2 separate regions of the Mus musculus genome follow, and region 2 is linked to region 1. Evidence: chromatin contacts called from public promoter capture Hi-C data. All regions are on one chromosome and are shown on one strand. The core of a region is the stretch at or near the end of the contact, and the rest is flanking DNA. Distances in the headings are between cores, read along the strand shown.

Evidence for each region. Promoter capture Hi-C pulls out the DNA fragments that hold promoters and counts their contacts.
Region 2: a contact with region 1 is called in a promoter capture Hi-C map of neural stem cells. The contact joins the promoter of Orai3 here to the promoter of Asphd1 in region 1. A contact is called at or near these places in 1 of 39 promoter capture datasets (neural stem cells) and 1 of 115 datasets of contacts at active chromatin or transcription factors (double positive thymocytes).

What each region holds. Positions count from the first base shown.
Region 1 is chr7:126,947,882-126,952,185 of GRCm38.p6, forward strand. Asphd1 (aspartate beta-hydroxylase domain containing 1) reads right to left here and starts at 1,278. Exons shown (of 3, transcript NM_001347657.2): 1 at 390-1,278. The coding sequence starts at 1,248. Sez6l2 (seizure related 6 homolog like 2) reads left to right here and starts at 2,654. Exons shown (of 18, transcript NM_144926.5): 1 at 2,654-3,235; 2 at 4,119-4,250. The coding sequence starts at 3,157. It also overlaps a transcript of Kctd13 not described here.
Region 2 is chr7:127,767,731-127,772,508 of GRCm38.p6, forward strand. Orai3 (ORAI calcium release-activated calcium modulator 3) reads left to right here and starts at 2,085. Exons shown (of 2, transcript NM_198424.3): 1 at 2,085-2,486. The coding sequence starts at 2,259. It overlaps Fbxl19 (F-box and leucine-rich repeat protein 19), which reads left to right. Exons shown (of 11, transcript NM_172748.2): 11 at 22-1,198. The coding sequence ends at 200.

The DNA of each region.
Region 1 (4,304 bases), core at 28-2,527:
GAGAAATAAGACCCAGGCTTGCCTCAGACTTGTGATCCTCGCCTCAGTCTCCCAGGTGCTGAGATTACAGGCATGCAAGACCATGCCCTGCTCCAAGCAGTCTCTTTTTACAATTTAAAATTCATTTTCTGGGTATTTCCTCTTCAGGGCAAGTAACACTGACCACTTACATTTCAGTGAGAATTTCTTTTAAGTTAAAAGGGGGGAGGGTGGCTGGTGGTTGGAGACAAAGAGTCAGCGTGGGACACTGTGTAAGCCACCACTGACTGGATAGATGCATAAAAACAGAACTCAGATCTGGTTGGGGAAGATTCTGAGAAAAGAACCAAAGTGCAGAAAGAGGTAGTAAAGTAGGAAAGATGGAAGGTTTGTAGACAGGCTATACTCACCCAGATGGCATCTAACCCGAGCATTGGTGGGTCCACAGCGGCCCTCAAGCCGGGCCCCAGGCAGTAGAACGGAAAAGCCAGCATTGCCGAAGGTATTGGCACTCATGAAGCTCCGTAGCCCCCTCAGTGCCCGATAGGCTCCTGGGCACCGCCGGCAGTTGCTGGGTTGGCATCGGCCTGCTTGGTACAGCAGGAGCTGGTAGCACCCAGGGGCCAGGGGTGGGGACCAGCCCCGAGGCAGAGGAGTAGTTCCTGAGAAGTCCCAGCTCACAGCCCCGAAGTCCCGCAAAATGGCGGGAAAGCTGCTCTGTAGGAGCTCCACGTCATGCCTCTGGGCATCACGTGGTACAAAGGGGGACGAAGGCAGGTCTGGTAGAAAAAGTAAGCCAGGGCGCTGAATGCCCATGACCCCTGCCCCTCCTGTGAGGCCAGAGCCTCCCTGAGCTGCCCGCCTCACCCTACCCATCCCAGCCCAGGAGTAACGCCTGGCATAGGCCCGAAGCCGCCTGCTCACTAGACCTTCTGCCCTGGGTCCTTCTCCAGAATCCCCAAGGCCCCTTGGGCCAGTCTGAGAACATACATCAGGCATACCACTAACACCCCCAGCTCGGCTCCCGGTCCCCAGGGCCTGCATGTCTTGGGAACCCAGTCGGTAGCAATACCAAAGGAACAGAGAAGTGAGGGCTCCGAGGAGCATAGTAAGGGCTGAGGAGCCTAGAGGCAGTGGCCATGGAAACATGATAGGCAAAGAGGCCCTGGCTAAGTGGCAAGCTGCATCTTGCAGACCCCAGCTCCCTGGTACCCCCAGTTCTCCACCTGACCCCTCGATGACTGCTTCCTGATTCCCTCCCTTCCACATCCCCACTCCTGTTCACTCCTCCTACAGGCCCCCCAACAAACCTTCCCCTCACTTCCCTCTTTCTTTCTCCCCTTCCTTTTCTATTTGTCTCCACTCGGAGATCACTCTTGTTCTCTCTTCCTTCTGTGGTTCCTCTCTCCTTTCCCCTTCCCGCAGTCTCCTCTTCCTTTCCTCTCTCCACCCTCAGTCTCCCAGTCTCAGCTGGTTTCTCCTCCCTCCACTCCAGCCCCCCTTTCCTTATCGACCCCTTCTTTTTCTTCTAGCTTCCCCTGACAACAGCGGTTCCTACTCCACCTGGCCCGCAGCCCCACTCTATAGCGGCTCTTTCTCTTTCCTCTCTCCTTGACCTGTCTTCTCCCTCGAAAGGGTCGGGTCTGTCCTCTCCGATTCCCGACCTCCTACACACCCCTTCTTGGGCGCCCACTCACCCTGACGTCACTCCTTCCCGCAACCCTCTCTGTTTAGCTACCCAGGACCCCTCCCAGAGGCAGCCGCAGCCCAGCCCTGCAAGGGGGGTGGGGGGAGACTTCTCTCTGGATTTGCCGCTCCAGACCCCCTCCCCCAGCCCTGACCGAGCGCCACGTGGGGTACAGGGACACAGTGCCAACCTCTAGCCGCCCCGCAATGCGAAAAGAAGGGCAGGGCAGACTCGGGGGCGGGGCGAGAGCCCTGACCCGCTCGTGAGGCCGGTGCTCTGGAACTGCGAGTCCGGCCGTGGGCCTGCGGGTCCCTGGAGAGGTCGGCCTGTGACTCCCCTTTCCCCTGGCTTGGCTACGCCAGAGCCAGCACAGAGCAAGACGCGGGTTCGCGAAAGCGGCTTCAGCCAATCAGTGGCTTCAAGGCCGCCCGTGCAGGCGGGGCCGGGAGCTGTCCTCGCGCCCAGGTGCTGAAAGGGCACTCGCTTGCTCAGTGGCAGAGCCAGTAGATCACGGGTGGTAGCCGCTAGGCTGCAGGTCTCTGTCAGGTCGCCTGCTAGAGAAGGGAGTCTCAACACATACCCATCAGGCTCCTTACAAACCTGGATACTCCCCATTTTCCTGCGGGAGGGGCGAGCCCATCCCACCTGAGCTTCCATAAAGGGCATAGTGAAGGCCCGCGGGGAGGTCCGGGTGTGGACAGAGGACATACTGGACAGGCCAGGAAGACGTGAACCAAGCTGTGCCTACTCTTGACACCTTAGGAAGACCAGGTGCAGATACCAGATGTTCTGGAATGGCGCCGGGAGGGAACCTAATTACTACTGGGACCAGAGTTTCCTTCCTCTCCCCTAGGGGCCTCGGGAAGTGCAGTCCTGGCTCGGCATCCCTCCTTCCTCCATCTGCACTTCCTCCTCCTCCCTCGTCAGAGAATAAATCCCAGGCCCCTCCTTTCACCCGTCCCCAGGATCTGACGTGGGCTTGACACCTTTCTCAGCTTCTCCCTCCCGCAGCTCCAGTGGCCGAGCTTCAGCTTCCCTGGTTCCGCAACCCTTTCCCTCTTCCTCTCCGAGATAAGCCCCGGTTGAACCTCATAAGGGCCCTCTGGATCCTCAAGCCCACCCTGGACCCTCGGAAGCTGCCTTTCCCCTCCCACTTTCCCCGGCTATCTATCTATCCATCCCGATGGGCCCAAGCTCCCGAACAAGGGGATAACCTTCGGCCCTCTCGGCCCCACCCCCCGCAGCGGGAGCCGCGCCCCCCTTTGCCATAGATCGCAGAGCAAAGGATAAAGATTGAGCAAAAGGGGGCGGACTCCAAGCAACCTCTAGGCCAATTCTGCTTCTCCATCCCAAAGGAAGAAAATTTGCCTTCCTTTGCCGACCCTTAGCAGGAAAGCAAAATTAAAGGAAAAGATAAAAGGACGCAGAGGGAAAGTGACAGCGAGATTATTCAGAAGAGCCACAGAGGAGAGAAATTAGTGTGAGTCGCCATGGGGACTCCCAAGGCCCAGCACCCGCCGCCTTCCCAGCTGCTGCTCCTAATTCTGCTGAGCTGTGCCTGGATTGAGGGTAAGGACATGTGGGGGTGGGCCCTGGGAAGGTTCTCGCGGGTCTTCTACCTTCTTTCTCTGAAGATATTGAGTCTTCCGAGCTTGTGGGGGAGGGGAGGGGCACAGTTGACTGGGAAGGGGCAAGCCAAGGCTCTTTGACTGTTACACGGAGCCCTTGAACTCCTAATTTTAAGGAGATAGAGAAATGAATAAGAAGAGCATTTAGTTGTATCTTAGGGGTTAAAATTCGGGAAGAAGAGCTGAGGGAAGTTGGGTGGATTTCTGCGGAGGCGGTAGAAGCAGGCAGGGTACCTGGGTGGGAGATGGAGGTACTGGGAGAGATGCCAGGCGCTGTACACACAAATGTTCTTGGACATATGGACAAAGGCAGATGAACACAATCAGGGATATTCAATCCCTGACTCTACTCTGATCCCCAACCAGAGTCTAGAGAAGGCACAGAGGCTGCAAAGACTGCAGAGAGAGAGAGAGAGAGAGAGAGAGAGAGAGAGAGAGAGAGAGAGAGAGAGAGAGTCTGCAGAGGCAAAAACCCTGAGAGAAAGCTGGCACTGCGGAAGCAGTCTGGGAGATGCTGTCAGACTCTCCTCAGAGTTTAGGGATCAGGGGAGTATTTCACTGGGGAGGAATAGAAAGCAGTCCCAAAGCACACCCTGCTAGAGCTGTCCAGGGTTAGTACTAATTAAGGTTCTCACTGAAGGCCCAGAGACCAGGAGCTGGAACTCAGTGAGGGAGAGGGCAGATTGGAGCCACTCCTCTGATCTTGGCTCTCAACCCAGCCTGGGACTCCCTGAGTGTCCGATAAGATGTGCTCTGGGGAGCATCTCTCCAGATAAGGACAGGATGTAGAGGAATGGAGAGGTTCACAGGACTTCACCTCCTAGGTCTGCCCCTGAAGGAGGATGAGATGATGCCAGAGCCTGGAAGTGAGACTCCCACAGTGGCCTCTGAGGACCTGGCTGAGCTGCTCCATGGGGCTTTGCTGCGGAAGGGCCCAGAGATCGGCTTCTTGCCGGGTGAGGCCCACAGTGTGGCATAGGAGTAGAGAGAGAGGCTATGTCGCTGAGAGC
Region 2 (4,778 bases), core at 835-3,334, 820 kb after region 1:
CTGCTGCTGCCCCTTACGCAGGGTGCCACCGCCTCACGGACCACTGCCTTCCACTGTTCCGTCGATGCCCACGTCTTCGCCGCCTGGACCTACGCTCCTGCCGCCAGCTCTCACCTGAAGCTTGTGCCCGGTTGGCGGCTGCTGGGCCCCCTGGCCCCTTTCGCTGCCCAGAAGAGAAACTGCTTCTCAAGGACAGCTAGTTGGGTGCCGATGCCCCCTTCCCTTCCCTTCCCCAGGACTCAGCCAGAGAACCTGGACCTCTTGCCTTCATTTCACCCCCTGTTGGGAGGCCAGGTTATTTTCTTCATGACTTGGCACTCCTCAGTTTAATGACTTGGGATTCCTGCCCAGGGACTTGAGCCAGCCTTCCCTCTCTCCCACCTGCACTGATATCTCTGGGGGTCTTTGCTTCCCATCTCTCCCTTTCACCTGCTTCATTGTCCATCCCCTCTGGGGAGTGGGTCAAGAGGTACTGGGGAGGTGCTGAGCCAAAGGGATGGTGGGAGGGAGGGGCGGTGAAGGTGCAAGTCTGGAGTAGGGAAAATGAGGTGACATGGTATCTTGTACACAGGATACTGGGGGCTGGGGGAGGCGATGGATGGGTGTGGGGAGGGCAGAAATCAGACCAACAAGGGTTCAGGGAACAAAGACCAGTTGGGTGGGATGGGGGGCCAAAAAGGGAAAACAGAGGAGCAATTGGGGATCCGAGTGTCAAGACAGGGGGCGCTACAAGCCAGGTAATGCCAGGACTGGGGGCTGGGAGAGGAGCAGATGTGGGGATAGTACCCTCTGCGTAGGGTTGCCTCTCTCCCCTTCCCTCTACCCAGATTTCAGTTTTCCCCGACCTTGACTCCTTGAACGTCACTGAAAATGGCAGCTATTGCAAGGAGTAGGGGCCGCGGGTCTACCTGCTGTTAAGCTCGGTGGCCCAGGGGAGTGGTGAGGGGTAGCCCAGACCCCTGCCTGGCTCTCTACACAATACTTGAACATTCATCTGTACTGAAGTGTTACTTGAACCGGGGGAATCTCGGACTTGGGGGAGTGTGATGTGAGGGGACCAGCTTGACCGAGACTGGGCTATGGGTACCCAGTTTGGACTGTCCCACCCCTAGCTCTCTTGCATTACTGTCTTGAACAGCTCCACCCTTCACTTGAGTTGGGGTGGGGAAATGTCAGCTTAAAGATGGGCAAGATGGGACTCCTCCAGTTTGGCTCTTCCCATTCTTTCATCGTCATGGAAACTCGTGTCCCATTTGCCCAGGGAACTGCCACTCCTGGTTGCCATGGAAATAGCAGCCAATGGACACCTCCGGAAATCAGTGCTAAGACTGGAAACGGTCCCTCTTAGTTGCTGTGGGAACTTAGTAACAGACTCTTGGCACCTCCCCTCTTCCCACCCCTTTCCTTCTTCCAGTGTGGGGGTGGGGTCTCAAGAGCCTGAGGGAGGAGTCAGGTCTAGGTCCCACTCAACTTAGGCCAGGGGGAACTGGATTGTACTACATGGGGGTGGGGGGAGGGGAATCTATCCACATACCTCAGGTAACAGGAAGGTGCGCGGGTTGGGGGCGGGGGCTGGGCGGACCAAAGGCAGGAGGGGGGGCCTGGGGTTGGAGAAAGGCTTGACGGTGGGGCCGCTTGCGGGAGGGGAGGAGGCACCCCGGCGAGGGACAAGTGGGGCACCCAGCCGGGCTGGACCCCTAACCCCACAAGTCTGTACAATAAGGTTTGCTATAAAACTCAGAATCTAGCCGGGGCCGCTGACTTTTTGTGTCTGTCTGCGGTGTCGAGTCTGAGTGGTGGGTAGGGATGGTGGAAGGGGCTCCTTTGGTCTCTGGGAGGAAAATGGGCTTAATTTTCCTGAGATGACTGCTCAAAGAGGAGTGTGGAAGTCTGGACACCTGTGAATGTCCAGGTACATACACTGGGTGGTCTGAGGCCAGCAAAGTCCCAGCAAAAGCTGAGGCTGAGCATTCACGTCGTGGCCTGGGTTAGAGGGTCCCTTGAGATCTCTGCCCGTGGGCAGACTGCAGGGGTTCGTCTCACGGCTCCACCCAATCATGTGGTCACCGGGCTCCGCCCCTGCCCCAGTTCCTGTTTCGGCCCCTGGGCCTTCTAGACGCGTCCGTAACTGTTCCCGCTGGGTCTGCCTTGCCACCCAGGATGGGGTCCCACCCGCGCTTGGGCCGTCCCTTCTTGGGGATACAAGGCGCCTCGGCCCCTCCTTGACCATCTGCGCTTGTGGTGTAACTGCTCTCAGGATGAAGGGCGGCGAGGGGGACACGGGCGAACAGGCCCCGCTGAACCCGGAGGTGGACAGCCCCGCGGGCTCAGCCACGTACCGGGAGTTCGTGCACCGCGGCTACCTGGACCTTATGGGGGCCAGTCAGCACTCTCTGCGGGCGCTCAGCTGGCGCCGCCTCTACCTCAGCCGGGCTAAGCTCAAAGCCTCCAGCCGCACATCTGCTCTGCTGTCGGGCTTCGCCATGGTGAGGGGTGGGAGGGGGTACACGGGGTGGGTAAAGCACGTGGTGGGAGAAGTCAAGAAAATGGGTCCCCAGTACTGGACTGAATAAAAGGGTTTCTTTAGGATAAAAGAAGGAGCTAAGTCCCAAGGGACTGGAAAAACCCTTTATGTCGGGCACAGCTCTAGGAATATAAACAGACTGAAGATCGGTCCCAGAAATGCCGTGGAAGAAGGGAGTAAAGAGGTCAGCAGATGCAGACTGGTGGGGGGAAAGTCTGAAGTGGCTTAGTTACCAAGTCCTCGAGAGTTGAAAGGCAGTCAAAGCTGAATGAGAGCCTATATCAACCAGATCGGGGAAGGGGGATAGTGTATGTGAGAGTCATTTGACTGAAGGGCCCACCTCTCAGAAGGCACAGAGAATTGCCGGGAAAACTAAGAAACCATGAGGAAGCTGCTGGGGAAGGAAGCTGATCAGGGAGCTAGCAGATAAGTCTGATAAACTGCAGGTGTGGGAGGATAATGTCAGCTAACGGTCCCAGCAGTGGCCCCGGGAAGTGGAACTGAAGATTCCAGAGTGTGGCCTGCAGATGTGTCCTGGTTCCTCCCTACTTAGGGCCAGCTGTGCGGCCCCAAGTCGACATCCACTCCAGTTGCCATCTTTAGGAAGTTGTGACATCATAGAAGGTGCTGTCTCTGTGGTCTGCCAAGCTTTTGTCCAGGAGGATGTGGGATTCTTATGGAGACCCCCTAGAACTAGGTGTGTTAGAACAAGCTCCGCTTAGCAAAGGAGGCTCTTCTAGAACAGTGTGCTATCTAGACTACATGGAAGCTGCTGTTTAGACAAGGATGCTCCGCAGGGTATGGGTGTGGAGTGAAGCTCTGCTAGTTTCAGTTTTCTTCACACTTGGGGGGAGGGCACCCTTCATAATGTACCCTTGTGTAAATAGGCCTTGGAGGGAGCTAAGGTGAGGGCATATAAAAGTAACTTAGGTCAATACCTCCCTTTTTTCTGCAACCTCAATATCAGGACGAAAGAATCTGTAATCTTAAAGGTTGCTCTTGCTCTGTTGCTTGTAAGGGGCCCAGATTTCCCCCAAACAGCCCCATAGTTCCTGAGGACATTTGACTGAAAGGAATCAGCACCACAGAAAGAAGGGCACAGCAGCTTGTGTTTGAACCACGTGGCTCCGCCTGCTTCTAAAGGAACAGTACAGTGTGCAGCAGAAGTTGCAGAGCAGATCGTTGTGGTGTCAGTGTGAGAGGGCTTTCTCTGAGGAGCAGTAGGCTGAATGTGTAGGTTCTAGGACCGCCCCCAGTCCTGACAAAGAACCCTGGGTTGGACCCTGGGAGACACCAGAATTAAGCCTGGCCCAGATCCCTGTTTGTGAACACACCTGCCTACTATCTGCGGTGGCCCAATTCCCCAAAATACTCAGTTTTATTTTTGTAAGTACCACTGTATCCCTGCACCACAGTAATCTCGGGATCTGTAAGAAATGGGCCGGGCGTGGTGGCGCACGCCTCTAATCCCAGCACTCAGGAGGCAGAGGCAGGCGGGTTTCTGAGTTCGAGGCCAGCCTGGTCTACAGAGTGAGTTCCAGGACAGCCAGGGCTACACAGAGAAACCCTGTCTCCAAAAACCAACAAACAGAAATGGGAGATATCTTCCTAAACCCAGGTGGCCTGAAGTTAAAACATACAAATCATATTCACAGGCTGTGAATCTAGCCTAGTTCTAGTTGGTAGAGTATTTGCCTACCATTCAGGAAATCCTAGGTTCAATTTCCATTTAAACAACAACAAACATGGTATAGCGTATAGCACACCTATAATCCCAGCACTTGAGGTAATAAAAAAGAACAAACAAGGTTGTTCTTGGCTATACAGAGAGTCAAGGCTAGCCTGGGCTTCATGAAGTCCTATCTCAACAAACATTCAATGTTCAGTACCTGGTATAGTGGCAGTTGTTCATATAAGAAAAGGCATGTTAGACTGCACAGTGAGCTAGTGACAGGATTTTTGACTTCAGCAGCCTGGCTTTAAAGCCCAAACTTGTCCATCAACACAAATGTTTGCAAAGTTCAGGCTAGCTGGGTGGAGTCACGGTAGACTCCCTGACCTGTCAAACATGAGCAGCCATGATTCATCCTGCATAGTTGGCACATTGAATGCAGCCCCGGTGTGACCAGATATGACAAGCTTTTTAGATTGATCTGGAAACGTGAAGCTTATTGGAGTTTAAGAGATGGCAGTTACTACCTTCTGGGTTTTCTCTCTTTGTGCCTTAGACATTAGCATCAACTCTAACAGTCTG